Linked DNA regions of Hordeum vulgare: region 1 is linked to region 2. A link is a contact called in public Hi-C data. All regions are on one chromosome and are shown on one strand. Each heading gives the region's core, a stretch centred on a gene start, on an enhancer-like site or on the middle of the called end of the contact. The rest is flanking DNA. Distances are from core to core; before and after follow the strand shown.

The links. A called contact is a pair of places that touch in the nucleus more often than the background predicts.
Region 1: a Hi-C map of seedling shows a contact between it and region 2, with 4 times the contacts expected there. The contact joins the promoter of LOC123430697 here to the enhancer-like site in region 2. A contact is called at or near these places in 2 of 6 Hi-C or Micro-C datasets (leaf and seedling) and 1 of 1 datasets of contacts at active chromatin or transcription factors (embryo).

Annotation. Positions count from the first base shown.
Region 1 is chr2H:597,254,680-597,257,603 of MorexV3_pseudomolecules_assembly, forward strand. It overlaps LOC123430697, which reads right to left and starts at 1,640. Exons shown (of 1, transcript XM_045114545.1): 1 at 437-1,640. The coding sequence starts at 1,060. The coding sequence ends at 587.
Region 2 is chr2H:597,044,181-597,046,921 of MorexV3_pseudomolecules_assembly, forward strand. No RefSeq gene overlaps it. Among protein-coding and RNA genes, the nearest start is that of LOC123430695, 85 kb to the left of the region's middle. Within about 2 kb of position 1,306, at least 3 of the 3 cell types and tissues checked have open chromatin away from gene starts, as enhancers often do. A contact at or near this core is called in leaf and seedling, where this site is marked.

The DNA of each region.
Region 1 (2,924 bases), core at 390-2,889, 210 kb after region 2:
ATAGCCTTTTTTCCATATATATATATATATATATATATAGAAAATGTGAATAAAAATGGAAGGAAAAAATGCAACATGAGGTCCTGGCTGCTGGGCTGGCCAAATACATGCTCCCTACATGCTAGCCCTAGTAGGACTCGCAATGGGCGTCACATAATCGCACCAGGTGACCCATTGTTCTGATTTCTCACTGGCCCAAAAGTAGTAGGGCCACGTTTGTTGCTGACAGCCACCGCGTTCGTGTCTTCTTGCCATCTGTTAGAAATTAATTAGTAAATTAATCTAAGGAATGTGTCCAACCCAAACAGTCGTGTCTCCTCTCTCTCTATTGCCAACCGGCACGTGTGTTGAAGGAATGCCTCCGAATAGACATCTTTTTTTCGCACCTCTTCCAGATGTATATATACTTTAGAATCAATAAAAACAAGATGGATGATCGATTCACTTTCATTCAATCTCGTTTTATTCCAACACGTAATCAGCACGAGTCTCTACCAAGAGAGAAGACCACCGAGAAGACAGACGGGGACTAGAGCTGCACGCTGCGCCCGCGCGGGGCTCCGGCCGCCGCCCGGGCTGCGCCGCGTCACACGCTCCGTCCATCCGCCTTCTTGCGTGTGCCACGCTCGCACCAGGCTGTGGCGTTGATTTCTTGCATTGCTTCACCTTCATCTCCTTCATGAGGACAGTCGTCGCCGTCGCTTGTCAGTAGCCAAGCCGGCGTATGAACCGTCGCCCGCGACACACGCACACAGCGGGACACCCTCAGGGCCGCTGCTCCACGCGCGGCCATTGACGGCGTCGCGACCTCAGGCGAGTCAGGCCGACGGCACACAACCATGTCATCCAGCGCACGGCATGGCAGTGCTGCCTCGTCGGCTCCCTTCAATGATACGACGCCATTGGACTCGGCCCTCGTGCCGTTGCTCCTCATCTCCCGCAGATGAACAATGGACTCGATCCCTGGCTGGTGCACGTGCCCCCACCTCCACCGGTGCCCGGCTTCAACCCTCTGGCGGGCTACGCCCTCCGACAAGATTGCTTGGGGCCACGACTCCATTCCCGCGGCCCCGCTCCGCCCGTACAGCTCGCGCCGTTGGAACCTCTTGAGTCGGTTGCGCCCGCCTAGCTTCACGCTGGCCCGGCCGCGCCGCTTGAGGCCAACGACGACGAGAACGTCGACCCACCCTTGCGCCTCGTGGCCTCCGCCTTTGCAGCGTCGAGCAGCCGCAGCCCGTCGTCAACCAGCCGCACTGCCCGCGAGAGAACTTGAGCCTAGCAGCGCTCGGGCTCGCAAGCAGCCTCTCCATGGCGACGTGCCTGGCATCCGCCTTCACGGCGACTCGTCCGACGAATAATAGCGCGGCTGGAGTTCTTTCCGTCGTCCGTGTGCGGGCGACCGACCGTAGGTGCCTCCGAGGAAGAGCGCGGCTGGAGTCCATCCGGTCTTGGTCATGTGGATTGGGGATCAAATCTACTCTTGTGTGGATATCCCTGGCTGCTCTTCCTTATCCATTCGAGTGACCACGCTACACCTGGCTGGGCTACTCTAGCCTATTTGCATGCGGTTGAGCCACCAGATGTTTATGCTAATTTGCATTATTTACTTAATTGCTTGTATTTTAAGCTTTTCAGTAGATTAGTGCTTCAACAACTATTGCTATTTATTAGCATTTCTCATGTTTAGGCAAAATCTGCATTTAAATCATTTTCTATTAAATTTTAAAATTCCAGAAATACATGGTTGTTAATGCGTGACATATTCTTTACCGATACAAAGACATTATTTTGCAATTGAGATTAAATTTTCTCACACAACAATATTGATTTACTATTGAGAATTATTATTTTCTTGCAAAATAATTTCATCGCGATTGGGATTAGTTTTTCCTTGCAAAATATTAATTCACTTTGCTGAATTATCTTGCAACTTGATATAAGATCATCTCATTTAATTTGAGGTCTATACAATTCAAGTTTTTCACTTGAACATCAAGTTTGCAACATCATTACTATTCATTACAATAGTAATATATTTCTGTTGAGTACGATCTATTCCGAAATGTATGTATCTCCATGATCGTTACGTATCGAGATTAATACATTTATTTGCAATTGAGATTTTCAATTTCTTGCAAATATTGATGCAAAATTCAAAGTGAATTCTTCAAATTGATGTTTTGGGATCACAAGGTAGTGTGTAGATCTACTGCTTTGCAAATTATCACCACTATTGACAAAGTGTTCTCCCACACATTTTACTAAGTCATGACATAAGGCACTACGAGTAAGTCTACTCACTTCATCAGATTATACTCCCTAGTGCCGCGAGATCTACTCCATTTTGGAGATAATCTTCAAGGTGTCATATTTAGCAATTTGAGATTCACATTAATGGTTTCAAGATAACTTCTTGAAATACCCATTAATTTTACAAATTCATTACAACATCAACCATGATGGTCTTAAATTTACTGTAGGTAAATTAATTATTTCTGGTTTATCCATAGAGGTAACATATGGCTATAAGGCGTCAGCCGTACTACTATTTGCTCCTCCGAAGCATTTATTGTTGTTGTTCACTAAAGTATTTTACTTTCATAGTAAATATTGTTCTTGCACACTTTGCTTGAATATGTAATAGCAAACTACGAAAATATTTGCATATACGTATGATAACCTTCTATTACATTGGTAAAACACATGGCAATGATTGAGTGTCTCAACACTTTCGCAAGGTCCACACCACATCGTGGTTATAGTTTCATAGTGACGAACCAATGTTAAGCATGCAAGTCTGTACGTTTTCGCAGTGACTCTAAAGTCACACGCTTCCTCAAGAATGAAGTCCAAAACATTAGCAATAATTTCATCACATGTGTTGTACTGAAGGATACACCGAGGTTCACCAAGGATCACCTTGA
Region 2 (2,741 bases), core at 56-2,555:
ACTTCAGCTCCCGAACTCATCGTATTCACTCTTGAGTGTGGAAGTTATGGCGCTGGCAAGGGGTGCCGATCATGAGACCTAGCAGCAATCAGTCAATCCTTTGCTAGCCTCTGGTGTGCATATATCTGGTTATCCAGACCACCATTGGGTGTTATCTGAATATAGCTCATGATTCTGACGGTGACGCGGGCATGATCTCCGCAGGCGTTGCGACACGGCTGCTAAGCCAATAGGGACACTCGGCCGGCAGAATTACCTCCAGGTTTCATCAAGCCTATGTACTGCAGTTGCATGCAGCACATCATCGGAGAAATACTCCTACCTGTAGTACTGCTGCACTGCTCCTGCCATCTTCTTCGCTTCTACGGCACTGAATCTGATGCGCGGGCAGGCAGTGCAAGCAGTACTTACTATCTGCAGACACGGCGCATTTACCTTTGTCCCGTCACGCGGTGAAAGCTAGCAGCGCACGTCTGTCTGGTGGTAACTTTTCTCATCTTTCAGCTTCAGGCCTGGCCTGCGACATTCCGTGTCCAGGTCTGTCGGGCGGGTGCGCGGTGCAGGGTCAACCTGCCGCCCCATCAGAGCTCAGATCACTGCTTGATTTACAAGGGAGAAGAGAATTGCTCAGTCAAAATCACGTCTCGATCCAGAGGTCAGCTGGAATAATAAGCTTTGCTTCTTTCATCTTCCTCTTTCCCTGTGAAACCATACGCTCAAAGCTGATAGAAGCGCAAACTATTCGAGAGGAGATGGTGACCGGACGATTTGACAGACGAAGCCCGGCCTTTTCGATCTGTACGTATCAAGAACCATTGACGAACCCCCGTCCCTCTCTCAACTTGTCCAGAGTCCAGATACCTAGAGAGCTTACGACTGTTTTACAAGTCTTCTAGAACAAGTTAAAACCATAAAAGCCAGGGTTTCATGTATATGCATGGTTTTAACTCCGGCCGTATATCTAGGGCCTTGGAACATATGGTTTTAACTTGTTGTAGACGCTTTGTACTAGGATTACATCCATGGAGTTGTGTACGCAGGCACATCACATGAGGCAGCCGGATATATAACTGATCGGCTTACATGCACGGATGATATGCATCGATGATATGATATGATATCTCCCTCTGATGTGCGAGCGATCAGGGGCCGCGACAATGATTGGCCGTGGTGGTGGGTTGTCGAGGAGGGAGGGAGGGAGGGAGGGACGGCACGCGCGAGGGCGCGGGGCCGCCGGTGGCCGGTGCGGGTTCGCGGGCCCGGCGTCACCTGCGGTCCGCTGCTCCTTTCCCTCGCTTTGGCGCGAGATCTCCCCGTCGCCGGGCGTACGGCGGGCGCGGGGGCCGGGGGAGAGAGCACCCGCCCACGTGCCGGCCCACGCCGTGTCGGGCCGAGGCCACGTGAACTCGGGGTCCCGCTGGATTTCGCGGGCGCGCGTCTCCGTCCCATCCATCCTACTCGGTTGCTCACGCGCCGCGGGTTCGCTTGGTTCCCTCGTCGCAGGTCGCTCCCGCGCGCCATGCCCCTCTTTTTCTTCACTGTGCGCGCCCATGCCCGTGGCCGTGAATGATTGGGGCGGTGGTCGAGGCCGGCCGGCTGCGTGCGAGAGGATCTCCCTCGACGGTAGACGAATTTTCGGGTCCGGAAACGGTATACAGGGCTTACATTTTCATGGAGCTGATTTCGGATATGCCAATACAAGTGTTGTGTTCAGTTCACCTCAACAACAGAACACATGTATCCTAAAAAATAAATAGAACACATGTATTGCTAGTTTGCTACTCGTCCATGCCACCGTGCATTTTCTAGCTTTGCATATTTTGTCTATATCTGCAAACCAATCTGATGATATGTGGGCCTAGTCTCTCGGAGGTGTTATCGAAAAAGAATAAAAAAACTAACAAAAAAAATGAAACTTACCATCAAAAAAGAAAATTGCCATGTTTGATAACTAAAGTTTTCACCTTTGTGTCCTAAAGTTGCCATAAAAATGTTCGGAGTTGCCATGGGGTCATGTCATACGCGTGACACTTATCAGGTCCAAAAGAAGTGTCCAGAGAGAGTAAAAGAAAACATCATCATCTACTTTTTCCTTTTTGTGCGATGGAAGGCGGCACCAGAGGTGGTTGAAAGATCACGTGAAGCGTATGCCTAACAGGGACGCATTGCGTGTTAATATATAGCCAGAGGCTAGGGTTACAAGATTCGTTGGTTAGGTATTGGATTGACCCTCAACACTACGTTTGGATTATTAGTCCCGGTTTGATTTTGATTCGGGACTAATGTGACCATTAGTCCCGGTTCCAACGGCTAGGAGCGGTCGGTGGCACGGACATCTTTAGTCCCTATTCATTTTGTACCTATAAGCCCGGTTTGTGAGACAAACCGGGACTAAAGGTGTGCTGGCAGGCGGGCGTCAGGCTGGGGGCCCCACGAGCCCATTTAGTCCCGGTTTGTATCACAAACTAGGAATAAAGGGAGTCATTTAGTCCCGGTTGGTTATACAAACCGAGACTAAAGATCTCCTTAATAAGCCCTTCGTCCAGACCGAGCCCATTTCTCTGTTTTCTCCATTCCCCTCTCTATTTTAGTATTTTCCCACATAGCTCGAGCCCATCCTTCATTTTTTGCCAAGATTTGTCAAGATTTGAGGCACCCCATCTCAATATAGTTCTCCAAAGTCACTGCCACCAAGCTACAGAGCTTCGTTATGAACTATAATATATCAGGGATAGATATGA